Regions from separate parts of the Mus musculus genome. Here all the other regions are linked to region 2. A link is a contact called in public Hi-C and Micro-C data. All regions are on one chromosome and are shown on one strand. Each heading gives the region's core, a stretch centred on a gene start, on an enhancer-like site or on the middle of the called end of the contact. The rest is flanking DNA. Distances are from core to core; before and after follow the strand shown.

Region 1 (2,700 bases), core at 89-2,588, 7.9 Mb before region 2:
GTGAAGTCAGAATTTTTGCCTCTGCGCGCCCGCGAGCAGACGTTTTAGCCGGAACCCCTAGCTCCAAATGCCGAAAGGGGGGGGGGGGGAAGAAAGAAAGACAGACAGACAGACAGACAGACAGACAGACAGACAGAAAGAAAGAAAGAAAGAAAGAGAGAACAGCGAAAGTCAAGGCTACTACAGATTTGGATAATCACGGGCTTCCCACCCCTCCGTCACACCACTCGCTGATCAGCCCCTTTCAGTGGGGTATGAAAAAAAAAAAACCCACACACACACAACAGGCTGAGGCCATCCCTCCCCCACCCCCCGCACAAGCCGTTGGTTCTTTTTTCATGCCTCCCTGACTGTCCCAAAAGTTATGCTCTGAGGCTCTGGGTTTTAAAATGGGTTCCCAAGGGACGGCCCTCTCTCTGATCCCAGCGGACTATCGGCAACTGGAGACGATCGGCTGTCGCCCCAGGATTTTCAGGGTCCCGCCGCTAAGCACTGGCAGGTAGAAGGGGGATCCCTCCCCCGTCCCCGACTCCCAGAGGCCGGTAACGCACCCACACCCAACCACCACCACGGGGTGTGTCCACCCCGAAGCTCGGCGGGAGAAACTCCTTAGAACTTCAAGGACTATAGCAGCTAAAGAGTGACACCAAGGGCTGACGTGTGGGCTCCCAAGCCGAACGTGCTTTACAGGTCAGGGCGAAGTGTGTGCGCCCTTCTCCAAATGCAAGAAGGGAACGTCTTTAGGGAGAAAGAAAAGAATGAATGAAAAAGGGGGTATTAATGTCAGGGAGGGAGTGAAAGGGGGGACATGGTTTTATTTTCTTCCTGCTACTGTAGGCACCCCCAGGATCTCGCTCAAACACACCAGAGTGCACAGGCACGTGCCCAGTTGCCAGCTTTTTTTTTTTTTTTTTTTTTTTTAAATCCAAGCTCTTCTCTTCCTTCCACTCTCAGGCAGAACCAAAAGTAACCAGGAGAAAAGGGGAAAGAGTGGAACACGAGCTTCGAAAGACAAAAGTGAAAGAACCGAGATCCATGTCCACTATCTCCAGCGTCTCCCCTGTGCTATTCGGGCGACATGGAGGGGTGGGAGCTGCGCGGGTGTTAAGTTTGTCCCACTCGCATTTCGCGTGGAGAGAAGGAGGAGGAGGAGAGGGAGGGTCGATCTCCAAGCCTGTGGCCGCAAGGATGACTGAGTCGGCGCCGCGCTTACCTCGCAGTCTTCGTACTTGATATTATCCGTCAGTTTCCAAAGCATTTTCATGGATCGGCGTGATCGGATTTGCCCCTCTGCGCCTCGCACCCCAGCGGAGCTACTCTCTGGGTTAGCGCAAAGTGCGGGCTGCGGGCGGTGAGCAAAAGAGGAGGAGGGGGGGAGGAGGAGAGGAGGGCGAGGAGGAGGAGAAGGGTAGGAAGGGGGAGGAGGAGGTGGAGGTAGAGGAGGAGGAGGGCCAGGAGAAGGGCGAGGAGGGAGGAGGAGAGAAGGGTTAGAGAGCTCCCGTGTGCGCTCGGAGATCTCCCTCTAATGGTAGAAACTTTTCCCTTTTCCTGCTCCTCGCGAACAGCCTAATCGCCTCATTAGCATATCAACAATAGTCCAATTGCTCGCCAGGACCACAATCTGCCGCCGGCCGCTCCGACCCAGGTATAAAGGCCTCTTCTAGCCGCTAACTTGCTCCTAGAGCACTTGCCTGCATGCCAGCCTGCAAGCCCAACAACTCTTCCTAGAGCTCCAGCACCCTCCCTGTTCGAGCGTCCCCTATCCCCAATTTCATCTCTTTCCCCTTCGCCTGTCTTCGGGTCCTGCTAGCCAAAGATGCTTTGGATAAAGCTCTGTACTACGCAGGGTACCAGCGGCGGCGCCTAGGGACCAACTTTTAGTACCCCACCTCCCACTCTTACTACAACCGCCACTATCTGCCTTTCGTCCCCGTCCGATTTTATTAGAAATCATTATCCCTTTCGCAATGAACCGTAGCCACCAAACCAGGACCAGCAAAGTCACTCCAAGAATTTTGCCCAACTAGAGATCGCCTCCGCTCACGGCTGTTACCCCCTCGGGCTGCAGCGCCCTGGGAGTTTTATTAGCTTTGCGCTCCCCCCTCCCCCCAGGTTGGAGATTCTGCCAGCCGGCTCCGGTGGCTCGGTTGGGGTTTGCGATCTCTTAATTGCTACGTGTAAAATAAAAGTTGTACCCTGAAGAGGTTACTCGACAGATCCGGGGGTTAAATGATTTTCCTCCGGTTTGTATGAAGCTGAATCGGACTGACTATTCATCCGGGCGTTTGGACTGTAAGGTTTCCCAGGTGCAACGTGGACAACAACACAGAATTCGGATGGGGATGCACAACCCCTTCTGGAGTGAGCCAAACCGCAGACCCATGAGCTCCTGCGACTCTCCATGCGGTGTCGTACATGCATCAAAATAAAACATTAGGAACCAACTCTTCCTGTGCAAATCGGCTCCAGTTTTCCCAAGATTCTCCTTTTTAATTAAAGAAGGACGCGACCCTTTATGACTTGATGTTACTAACGCCGGCGTTTTGGCGGCGCAATGGCCGGCTGGTGAAGAACCTGAAGGCAGGAGACACCCCTTCCCCAAGTTGGCCACTCCTGACTCCGCCCAGGGGCTTACTCACTCCACCGGGACCCTTCCTCCCTTACTGCAATTATTCTAAAGTAAGATATTAAAAAAAAAAA
Region 2 (2,700 bases), core at 191-2,690:
TTAGGCTCTGTGGAGAGCATTCGTGGGAAGTAGGAGTGGCTTAAAACATGGAGTCCAGTCTAGGAAGGCTGGACAGGGTGGAGACAGAACCCAAGACTCCTGAGAGAGGCAGATAGGAAATACAGCAAGTCCTCTCCTAGCCTCCTGAGGACACCCTACCCTTCTTGCTACCCCTGAACAGCTGGCATGGGTCACCCTGGGTATAGAAAAGTCTCACCTTCCATCCCCACAAACTCCCTGGAGCCAAGAGTCAAGTCTTCCAGACTTGAGACAGCTCAGAAACTGTCAGTGCCAAGACTCAAAGAGGCACACTCAACAGAGGTTAATTTGGGGAGAGAAAAAGAGAATGATCTAACAGCCCCATCTTTAGTCCTGTGAGAGACTGGAGGCTCAGAGATGGAGCTAGGTCCCCAGACTCTCAGAGTATTCCATGATCCCCTGCCTCAAAGTTCATCCAGTGACAGTCTTTCCCCTTTTTATTCATCTGCCCTTATTCTATCCCTTGCTCTAAGTAAACATAACTCAGCCCACTAAGTCTGGTGGTTGCCAGAGAAAATGTGTCCAGGTAAGCTTAAATTAGAAATTTAGGTAAATCCTAGTTGGAGAATCTTTTTTTTTTTCTCCCAGGGTAGCTTCAGAGATTTGAGATCAAAATGGTAAACTGAGGTTGGGGTGGACAGGGAAGGGGGGGAAGTGGTGCACAGGCATGGTCACCACCCTGCGAGTTACACCCCGGTGTATTGCACTGGATCCCTACAGCATCTCGCAGACCTGGGAAAGCTGTTTAAGGCTACCCCTTTCCCAGCTTGGCTTTTGCCCCTCCTCCTCACCACCACTCCAGCCCCTCCCCATCCCACCCAGTCCGCTGGCCTTGCTGCTGTGCCCTCCCCGTGCCCTCCTGCACCTCTGGGGCTCTCTCCTCTCTACGTCTCGGCGCACTCACGTCTAAGAGGCGTCTTGGACACCTTCACATCACTGCCTAGGATCCTGCGTGGTCCTTGCTGTCTGTCTTCAGACTTTTTCACGCCTCTCATTCAAGATCCTCGGTTTGCCCATCTCCGCAGTGTCCTATCCTCAGGGCTGTCCTCTTGGGCGAGCTCTCCTCTTTTTCCCTTGGTCCCGGCCTGCGAGCCCCTATCCCGGGCTCTTTCCCTCCTTCCCTCCTCTCAACCTCCTTTCCTCCCTCCTGGGTCCCTCCCTCCGGCTGGGCCTAGTGGGTGGGGGGCGGCAGCGCGGGGCGGGGCGGGGCAGGGCGGGCGGGGCAAGGCAGTGACGCGGGGCTGGCCAGGCTAGAGGCGCGGCGGCGCGGGGCGGGGACGCAGTCCCGGGTCCGACTGGCCGAGCCCCGCGCGCCCCGCCCGCGCCCTGCGCCTCCGCCCGGCCAGCCGGCGGGGGAGGGGGCATGAGCCGGCGCCCGCGCGCCGCCGCGAGCTGCGGGCCGGCCTAGAGCCCCGCGCGGGCCCCGCGCCGGAGCTTAGCCGCCGTCGCTTCCTAGCCGCGGGCGCATCCCCGGGAGCCGCGATGCAGCGGCCAGGGGAGCCGGGAGCCGCGCGCTTCGGTCCGCCCGAGGGCTGTGCGGATCACCGACCGCATCGCTACCGCAGCTTCATGATCGAAGAGATCCTCACTGAGCCTCCGGGGCCCAAGGGCGCAGCGCCCGCGGCCGCCGCTGCCGCCGCGGGCGAGCTGCTCAAGTTCGGCGTACAGGCGCTGCTGGCCGCCCGGCCCTTCCACAGCCACCTGGGTACGTGCAGCGGCCGCCGCGCAGAGGACTGGGCTTGGCGGGCGGGTGGGAGTCGGAGACCTGGGGTTGTCCGTAATTCATCCTCTTTCTCCCCTGTTTCTGGAGCGACCTGGGATGCAGCTCAGCGCAGGCCCGAGGCACCTACCTCTCTTCGCGCACTCCAACGGGAAAGTGGAGGGTGCGAGCAATGAGCTAGGCAGAAACCAGGCCTTGTGTCCTCGCGTCAGACCAGAAGAGAGTTTGTCTTCTGCTTCAGGGCGGCTTCGAGTTTTTTCGAATCGGGTGATAGGCGAGGCCAGGAGCCAGAGACCGCATCCCTATGGTTGCTACAAAATCAATCTACCGAGCACTCTGGATCAAAATGACTTCAAACCAGGGGAAGCCTGAGTTTCGCGGTAGGGTTGGCTGGGCATAACAGTAGCTGCCCAGACTGGGAAAGCTCTGGAGAAGAGGGTCGTGTCGCATAGTGTTGGATGCCCAAGCCATCCAGGAGCCTTTCAGAACCCCGTGCTTTCCAGTCAGCAACCGACCGAGGCCTGTGCTGCGGCCAGGGTCTCCGTAGGCCTTGTTTGAGGGAAAGAGGCCTGGTTGTGATCCGCTGCCCAGTTGGTCCTTCCATCCCGAGATCTGCTGGGCTTTCGTGCGTCTTGAAGCACTTGCTCAGATCTTTTCTGTCTCCGTCTTGTCTCTTGGGAGATTGTGAGGCAGTCTGCCCTGTACTGCATCTCGGCTTAGGGCTTAGTGACTCTCTTTGGTTGACCTCCTTCCTAGCCTTTTGGTAAAGTGGATCTGTCTCCCCTCTACCTCTCCCCCTCCGCAAGATTCTCTTCCCACTTCCTGCTATGTTTTCTATGCTCCCCTTACCCTGATGGTTCTCAGCCAGGCAGATCCATCCTTTCCAGTATCTCTTTTAGGAGAAGCCTACCAGGAAAGGAAGCGTCCAATATAGACTCCAG
Region 3 (2,700 bases), core at 197-2,696, 7.9 Mb before region 2:
TTTTCCAATCTCCCAATATCACTGATTTTTTTCCTGTCAGTTCAATGAAAAGCTAAATGTAATACTAATTATATATAAATTTTTATTTTACCTTAAAAATGTTTTTGTTCAGCTGTTTCATTATAATCGTTTAACATGCTACCACGGGGCTAAATCCATGAATTGGAGAAAAGGGGTGGGGAGGGGGAGTCTTACCCAAACCTTGGATTTCTAAGTAAAACCACATGAAGAACTAACAGGGAGGATCCAAAGCCCACTAAACAGGAGGTAAACGAGATCACCAGATAAATAAAAAAAGGTTTAAAACAGACTCACCATATTTACAAATCCCATTAAATTACACATAAATAAATATATACAGAGACGTGAACACTGATTCCCTTATAGAATTGTGGATTGTGTCATCAGAGGAAGTTCAAGTGGGTGGTTGTACCTTGCAGAAGACAACTTCTACAACTGAAGACAGGACATAGAACTTCTGTATTTGTGTTCAAGTTTATTCACAATACTGATAAAAAATGTCATTATCCTCTTTGCCTTTTTTTTTAAAAGTATGGCTACAATCTGAAGTACGCAAGGGAAGGCGATGAGTTAGTCCCATGAAGCTCATATACTTTTTAAATTTTTTAACGTCCTTTTTAAAAAAAAAAAGTTTTAATGTTTGTTGTCGATTTGATTAAAAAAAAAAAAGGTTCACAAACGCGACAGAACTTTTCTTTGCTGGCTTCACGACCTGTTCTGTTCTCTTAGGCTCCACACGAGGGTAAAGGGGGTGTTGGTACTGATGGGGAAGTTGAGGCAAGGCGCTGAGTAGGCAGCGGCTGCCCCACTGGCAGTCGAGAGAGCAATCCGGAGGACTCCGGGGACGAAGGGCGGCGCGGCAACGCAGAGTAGCAGCAGCAGTAGGAGTGGCTGGTCCCGGAGCTGTCACCTGCCGGGTGGGGGAGGGGCGAGTGGGGGGACGCGGGCCGGTGAGGCGGGCGGGGGCGGGGCGGGAGGAGAGCCTCACTTTCTGTGTTTCTCTTCTTTGTCACTGCTTTTGGCGCTGTTGTCCGTGTGGCTGTTGGGGTTGTTGCTGAGGTACATTTTGTCCATGGCCTTGAGGGCCTCGGTGAGATAGTTCTGCAGGGCCGTAACCGCTGCACACACCGCCGGGCTGCCGAAGCCATGGGAGATGAGGTTGAAGTGGGTCAAGCAACTCTGGATGCCAGGCTCCAGGATAGGATTGGGCCGCGAGTTCCCCAGGGGAGATCGGTCCTGAGCCAGCAGGTCAGTGAACTCTTTGCAGATCTGTCTGCAGTGGAACAGAGACAGAAGTGAAAGCTCCCATCAGGCCTTAGTGGTAGTGAGAAACCATCGCTCCCTGAAGTTACCTCAGCCATCCAGCCCACCTTCCCCCACTCAGGACTCAAGGCCAGTCACTCAGAATAACAAAGCCTGTCACTTCTAAACCAACACTCCTCCCTTAAATGAATACCCTTCCTACTTCAAAAAGACCTCCCCTTCTCTCCCCACCTCCAACCCTCAGCCCTGACAAACTTCTGCCTACACCTTTCTCACAGCAAACACCCTGAACACAGGAAAGCATTTCACAGGCAAAGAAAAGTTACACCGGAAGTGAAAAACACAAGTATCCCTCTTCAGTATTCTAGAAATGCCAGGCTTGTTCTTCAAAATATCACCAGAGCCTGCTCCCCACATCCCTAAAGGAACCACAATAAAAGCTGGTGGAATGGGGTCTCCTCTCATTCACCTTCAAACCAGATGAGACTTGAATTTAGGCAGAAAGGCAAACTTTGCTTTTTCAAAACAACAGCAGGCCCCGGGGAGAGAACTCACACTTGACCACACCACACACACACACACACACACACACACACACACACACACACAAGGATCTGCCTTTGGATGCTCAGAATTTATGTAAGAATCTAGCTTGGAGGCTTATGTCTTTAACCCCAGCGCTGGATCAGAGAGATAGTGGGATCTCTCTGATTTGCTGGGCAGCCATTTTAGTCCAAATAGTGAGCTCTGGGGTCAGTGACAGACTGTCTCTAAGACTAAAGTGGGGAGCCATAGAGAGAGCTACCTCAGCACACAGGAAGTTTGTCTGGTCCTGGAAGCCAGCAGTAGCAGAGGCCTTCCTGAGGTTGCTACAGCCCATGGAGGGAGGGTGTGTGTGTGTGTGTGTGTGTGTGTGTGTGTGTGTGTGTGTGTGTGTGTATAAGCCTATCACTAGGCCAGAAACTGTCCCACACAAGGCCTCTCTCTGCCTCTTAACTCTCTGCTGCGGTGCCCTTCGGTGACACCAGCTTTTGATAATTGAGGACTTCTAAACAAGCCTTTTAATTTCCAGCAAACATATCAAGACAGTCATTTTTCTTTTCAACCTAGAGAAGTCAATTCAGCCCAGGCACTTTGGGAATATAACTTGGGCCATCTTGAAACCCTGAGATGATAGCTTGCCAGTTAACTAAAACTTACAGAGTTACATAGTATACATAGTATAGTATAACTATGTAACTCTGTCTCTGAGTCTCTCTCTCTCTCTCTCTCTCTCTCTCTCTCTCTGTGTGTGTGTGTGTGTGTGTGTGTGTGTGTGTAAGAGAGAGAGAGGATAGAAACTGGGATTAGAGGTAAGAGTAGAGCTGTTGCTGGACGGCACATTTTGTAGGCCGAGTTAGCCTCTGCCTTTCAGAA
Region 4 (2,717 bases), core at 186-2,685, 7.2 Mb after region 2:
GCCTGGAGATCTGTGACTATTTGGGGTTGGGACCCCCCTCCCGTGCACAGCCGCTCCAAGACAGGACAGGCCTGGAAACGGACATGGCCGAAGCCACCCAATCTCGGGCCCAGCTCAAGAGATCGGGGTTGTTTTGTTTTGTTTTGTTTTTTAAAAGACAACTGGGGGATTTGTGGAGTCGAGAACCCACCCTGGCTGGACCCCTGGTGGCTCTGGGCTGAGGTGTCCACGTGGGCCAGGATCCCCGCTGCAGCAGGGTTCTGCCGGCTCTGCCGGGAGTCAGGCCGCGCCTCCTAGCTGGCTGGCTCTCGCTGTCCCCAGAGCTCGAGCTCGGCTTTACGGACCCCTCTCTTCTAGCCTGCTCTGTGACCCCACCTCTTCTTTTAGGATTCTTTCCTCCATCTGTCAAGGTGTCTCTTTGGGCACTTTGTCTGGCCACCCCTTCTACTCCCTGCACATCTGCTTCTCGCCCTGAGCCCCAGCGACTCCTCAGCAACCAGTTAGGGAAAACTCAACTTTTTTCTCCCGCGTGCTATCTGCTCCTGCTCCAGAGGGGCTGCCAGTCCCACTCAGGGCTTGGCGTGTGGGGGACTGTTTGGAAGTGACTTCGCGTGTGCGTGCGAACGCGCGTGTAAATTTCCGTGTTCATCGTCAGGTTAAGACCAGGGAGGAAAAAGAAAGCTCCTCGCTGCAGAGACGCAGAGGGGACCCGGCTGCGTGCCAAGCCGCCCGGTGTGCGCGGAGGCTGGATGCCCGCCGCGGGTTGGGGGAGCCGCGTTTACCTGGCAGATCAGCGTCGGACGATTCGCTGGCGGAGTTCTCCAGCGGCTCCCGGGGGTCGGCGGCGCGGGCCAGGTGGAAGCTGGGCCCCATGTCGTGCGGTGGTGGTGGCGGTGGCCGCAGCCCCTCCGGTAGCCTCTCCAGGCTCATGCCTCCCTTGAAGGCGTCCATGGAGGTGGGGACCGCAACGGGCGCTCCAGGGGCCGGGGCTGGGAGCTCCCGGCCGCCCAGGCTGCGACCTGTTGGGGACAAGAGAGTGGCGCCTAAGCGGCTGCCCCCCAGGGCTGCCCGCGCCCACAGCGACGCCGTTCGAGCTCCATCGACCTCTCCAGGCTGCGGGACCGGGTTCGGGGCTCGGGGCTCCGCCACGCGCTCCTGCTGCTCCGGCCTCAGCTGCCCGGCCGGCCCGGGCCCCAGTCCCGATTCGAGGCCGGTTTCTAAGGCTCGGGTCGGAGCCCGCAGAGTCTGTCTGAAAACGACAGTGCGCGCAGCCAGGTTCCAGCAGTCCCTGCGCCAGGGGTGGTGGGTGGGGTGGGCCTCGGTGGGAGGGGGCTGGGAGAGAAGGAGGGAGGGCGCGAGCGAGTGAGCAAGCGAGCGAGGGAGCGGGCGCGGGCGGAATCCAGCCTCGAGCCGCCCGCGCCGCGCCCTCCCCGCCGTCCTCCCTCCCTCCCTCTCTCCCTCCCTCCCTCCTGGCCTCGCCCGCGCCCTCCCCGTCGCAGCCACCTTCCCGCCGCCTCACCTCCCCCCCTCTCCCGCGGCCTCACCGCGCCTCTCCCTCCTTCCCCGGTGACACACGAATTTCTCCCTTGGCCGCACAAAAGAAACGCATCTGGCCAGCTAGCCCCGGGCGGCTGGTGCACACCTTGGGGGCCCCAAGTGACTTGTTTCGCTGAGAGTCAACTCCTGTCTGGGCCACCTCAAGTCCCCAGCCACGGGAGAGAACAACTTAGAATGAGTGAAGGTTCGCTGAGCAGGATCGCTCTGAGCCGGCGCCTCCGAGCCAGCGCCAGGGCAGTCAGTGGCAGAGCCGGGGGGCCGGTTCCCGGTTGCTGCAGCTCCCAGCGGTGGTGTCGTCCTCGAGGGGCAGACGGGCCCCTCCTACCTCAGTCGCTTCTCCCAGGAACTCGGGGCCGGCTGAGTGACAGCAGCCTGCGAGCTCTAATGGGCCCCGGATGCTGTCTTCTAATTAGTTTGGACCCTCTCCCCTAAGGCTGCTCTCATGGCCTTCCTCTCTGCACCGCAGTCAATTTTCCGGAATTGGGGTAGAGATGACGGCTTCTAATCAGACGAAACGTTTCTGTTGGCTCTAGGCCATGGCGAGTGGGACTGGAGACCCCAAGAGCCCCACCAGGCCCGTGGCCTTTCCACATCCCCCTTTGTTTTGCACCTACAATGATCAGGTCTTTGGCAGCCACCAGGTAGGCCTTGCCAGCCTCTGCCCTCCTTTAGGGTAACTTTGCTCCAGTGTGGGGCCTACTTTCTGAATTCTCAGGGCTTCAGCAGAGGCCTGGTAGGCCAGGTGACTGATGTCTCACAACCCTGGGCTGGGAGCTTAGGAAGCCTTTGGGTTTTCTCCCGATACACTGCTAGGAAACTGTAGCTCCAGAGCTCCCCCCTCCCCAAGCAAAGACTTTACCCTCTAGGCTCACAAGAGTGGTCCCCTCCTTAGCTCCTCACGCTCCAATGAAGTTTGTCCAAGGATTTTATCCAACAATTGTTAACTGGCCCAGGGACTTCAGCTTCTTGAGTAAACAGGTCACAACTGAGGTGGCCCTGACCTGCCTCTGTAGCCACGGAGGACCCCTAGGCTGTCTCTGGGCCTCACCTGCAGACCTCTCCCCTGAACCAGCCACTGATGGGGTAGACTAGGGCTTAGGAAAGAAGCACTTCTCTGTTCTCCAGTGTCCAGAGCCCAGGACATCATCTTCTCCTGTAGT
Region 5 (2,700 bases), core at 83-2,582, 7.6 Mb after region 2:
GGCTCATCTGTCCCTTTTCCAAACCACACTGAAGTGGTGGCTGGGGTCAGTTCTGAGCCAGTCACAAAGAAGGTTTTGTGAAGTTCAGAAAGTGCAACAAAAACGAAAGGCCGTCTGGGGGCGGGCGGGGGGGGGGGGAGGCCGTGCTGGGGGTGGAGAAATAGACCGAGGGCAGCTTCAGCGAGGGTGCAGCAACCTAACAAGTGGTCAGGTATTCCCCCTCCCCCCTTTAAAGCTCCCAGAATTCACTTGGGGGTAAGTGTGGCCCCCGGAGGCTTCAGCCAGTTCCCCATCTATTATTGCTCTTAGACTGGGGGAGGAAGAAAGTATTGATGTTGCCTTACAAAGGCCTAGTGGTATGGGATGAAACAGGGCGTCGTGTGGAGCAGGTCTTTGGGCAGGCCAGGAAAGGAGAAAAGGGGATCGCCCGGGCCATAGGTGAAGTCTTCTGAAGCCGAGGGACTACTGGGGTCAGAGAGTGGTGATGCCACAGTGGCGCAGGGGGAGGCAGCGGCCCCGGAACCCCAGGACTCAGTGTCGCTGGCCGGGCTCGGGGGCCCGGGCAGACAGGGGACACACTGCGGAGGCAGGAGGCGCTCCCGGGCACTGCCCCCGGGGAGCCCTTGATCTGCCAGGCGCAGTGTCTCAGCCAGGGCCCAGATGTAGTTGTAGGCGAAGCGCAGCGTCTCAATCTTGGTGAGCTTGGTGTCGTCGGGGAACGAGGGCAGCACGCTGCGCAAGGCGTCCAGCGCAGCGTTGAGGTTGTGCATGCGGTTGCGCTCGCGATCGTTGGCTTTGACGCGACGACTCCTCCGCAGGGAGTGCAGCAGAGCCTCGGACCGCACCCGAGCGCGACCTCGCCGCCTCCGCCGTTCCTGCTCTTCGTCCTGGGCACCGGGAACATTCGATGCCCCGGAGAGGGCGGGAGCGCTCCTCCGGGCTGGCACGGACAGCCCCGAGGTGGAGGCTAGGGGCTGTAGCCTGGCACAGTCCTCCTCGTCGGTGAGGAAGCTGGACAGGTCGCTGCTGCTGTTGCTGCTGGAGCAGTCGAGATCAGAGATGCAGGTCTCCAAAGGGGCAGGCATCTTGCAGTGTGCAGGACCGACAGACGGACAGGAGGTTTGGAGGTCGGCCTTCGAAGCGCACTTACTGTCCGTACGACCCGGGGCTAGCCTGTGCCTGCTGCAGGCGCGAGGGCCGGGAAGATCGCAGGGGCTCAGGGAGTGAATGGGCTTGGCCCTCCTCGCCTCGCCTGCAGGGGCCACGCGCCGGGCTGGTCTCCTGAGTGATGTCGCCGGCGATCAGATCAGCTCCTGTGAGCACCAAGTGTGGCACACGACCGGCCTCAGGACCCCTTAAGTACGGCGCGCAACAATGGGCGCCCCCTCCCTGGCCACCTCCGCCCCCGAGGCGGCGCGGGTGAATGGCGAGAGGCGGCAGGTCAGCCCCGTGCGGCGCCTGCTATTTGCATAATTTATGCTCGCGGGAGGCCGCCCCCGCCCAGCCCCCCTCCTGGAGCGTGCCCGTAATTACCGCCGGCCAATCGGTGGCCCGGCCTGCTCCGGGAGCCGGATCAAGCGAGGGAGGCCGGGGCGTCTCTGGCCGGGAAACCCGGGCGAAGGCGGGGGCCGGGGGCGATTAGCGGCGGGCCGAGGCACACTCCTCCCAGGGGCGCGCGGGTGTCCCTCGCTGGGGTGGATGGGGAGGAGGAGCCCTGGCAGAAAGTGTGAGCTCTGTGGCGGGTGATGGAGAGCTGGGGCTGAGGCTGGAGGCTGGGTTCGCATCCCTTTGCCTGCTACTGAGTTCGCATCCCTTTGCCTGCTACTGATTGACTATTCGCATCTAAACAGACAGGACCAGTAAACAGTTACACGTCTTGAGGAGGGATAGATGTCCCTGCTCCGCCAAGGTTAATGAAGAAGACAGCAAGAGAAAGATCTAAAGATCCAATGAGTTCCCAGACTGAGCTGGGGCTTGACCCCACTCTGCCCCTGCCCGCGTACCCCTCCTCAAAGACTCACGAGGTAATATGGGGGTGTGCAGACCCCCTCTTCTCCTGAAATCTTGCTCTCTCCATTTCCAAGCATCCTCTTGTGCCGCACGTTTTGGAATGGTGCCAGCCTCAGGGGCTCACCCCAGTGCCAGCTGGCTAAGGGACTTAGCTTCTGGCCAGGAGAGAGATGTCCCACAGAAGGCAGCAAGCACACAGTGGAATTCCGTCCCCATCCCTTCTGCCAATTTGCCTATAAACTTGCCTAGTCCAGAGAAATGTCCTCATTCTGTGGGTCGAGTCATTTTCCTGTTTGCCGGACAGCAATAGAGGCTCAGGCAGCCTCTCAAATGCACCTGAGAGGAGTTATTTATTAAGGAGCAAACCTGGATCGTGGAGTCAGGTATTAAAAACAAAAGGAACACCCTAGAGGCGCCCCCCCCCCCTTTCCATGATATCTGAGTGGTGGCCTCAGGCCCAGTGCAATGCCTAGCCTGCTGTCTTCAAAGGGGCTCTGTCCAGGACACCTGCGCCTTGGTAGAGAAAGCACAGCCTCTTTGCCTATGCCTAGCTCTTGCCCCGTGGCTCCTTCCCTCTGTAGCAGCTCTTGGGCAGAAAGCTAGGACACAGTTACAGATTAGGGCTTGAGGAGGTTTGTAAAAAGTGGCAGGAAATGGCTGTAATCAGATTATGCAAGAAAAAGTAATTGT

Evidence for each region. A called contact is a pair of places that touch in the nucleus more often than the background predicts.
Region 1: a contact with region 2 is called in a Micro-C map of embryonic stem cells, with 23 times the contacts expected there. The contact joins the promoter of Tfap2a here to the promoter of Barx1 in region 2. A contact is called at or near these places in 2 of 39 promoter capture datasets (both in embryonic stem cells), 11 of 484 Hi-C or Micro-C datasets (cerebellum, embryonic stem cells, epiblasts and 2 more) and 1 of 115 datasets of contacts at active chromatin or transcription factors (embryonic stem cells).
Region 3: a contact with region 2 is called in a Hi-C map of embryonic stem cells, with 24 times the contacts expected there. The contact joins the enhancer-like site here to the promoter of Barx1 in region 2. A contact is called at or near these places in 2 of 39 promoter capture datasets (cranial neural crest and embryonic stem cells) and 4 of 484 Hi-C or Micro-C datasets (cerebellum, embryonic stem cells, epiblasts and 1 more).
Region 4: a contact with region 2 is called in a Hi-C map of differentiating embryonic stem cells, with 12 times the contacts expected there. The contact joins the promoter of Pitx1 here to the promoter of Barx1 in region 2. A contact is called at or near these places in 3 of 39 promoter capture datasets (embryonic stem cells and hippocampal neurons), 17 of 484 Hi-C or Micro-C datasets (cerebellum, differentiating embryonic stem cells, embryonic stem cells and 2 more), 2 of 115 datasets of contacts at active chromatin or transcription factors (both in embryonic stem cells) and 1 of 9 other capture datasets (embryonic stem cells).
Region 5: a Micro-C map of embryonic stem cells shows a contact between it and region 2, with 11 times the contacts expected there. The contact joins the promoter of Neurog1 here to the promoter of Barx1 in region 2. A contact is called at or near these places in 1 of 39 promoter capture datasets (embryonic stem cells) and 6 of 484 Hi-C or Micro-C datasets (embryonic stem cells, epiblasts and stem cell-derived epiblast-like cells).

Annotation. Positions count from the first base shown.
Region 1 is chr13:40,732,457-40,735,156 of GRCm38.p6, forward strand. It overlaps Tfap2a (transcription factor AP-2, alpha), which reads right to left and starts at 1,339. Exons shown (of 7, transcript NM_011547.5): 1 at 1,214-1,339. The coding sequence starts at 1,264. Gm26688 (predicted gene, 26688) reads left to right here. Exons shown (of 3, transcript NR_125899.1): 2 at 955-1,324; 3 at 1,566-2,700.
Region 2 is chr13:48,661,596-48,664,295 of GRCm38.p6, forward strand. It overlaps Barx1 (BarH-like homeobox 1), which reads left to right and starts at 1,441. Exons shown (of 4, transcript NM_007526.4): 1 at 1,441-1,744. The coding sequence starts at 1,522. Gm36606 (a long non-coding RNA gene) reads right to left here and starts at 1,197. Exons shown (of 4, transcript XR_382336.3): 1 at 944-1,197.
Region 3 is chr13:40,716,110-40,718,809 of GRCm38.p6, forward strand. It overlaps Tfap2a (transcription factor AP-2, alpha), which reads right to left. Exons shown (of 7, transcript NM_011547.5): 7 at 1-1,294. The coding sequence ends at 1,006. Among named protein-coding and RNA genes, the nearest start is that of Gm26688, 10 kb to the right of the region's middle. Within about 2 kb of position 1,447, at least 15 of the 459 cell types and tissues checked have an H3K27ac peak or open chromatin away from gene starts, as enhancers often do. A contact at or near this core is called in embryonic stem cells, where this site is marked.
Region 4 is chr13:55,829,990-55,832,706 of GRCm38.p6, forward strand. Pitx1 (paired-like homeodomain transcription factor 1) reads right to left here and starts at 1,436. Exons shown (of 3, transcript NM_011097.2): 1 at 783-1,436. The coding sequence starts at 951.
Region 5 is chr13:56,250,848-56,253,547 of GRCm38.p6, forward strand. It overlaps Neurog1 (neurogenin 1), which reads right to left and starts at 1,333. Exons shown (of 1, transcript NM_010896.3): 1 at 1-1,333. The coding sequence starts at 1,085. The coding sequence ends at 351.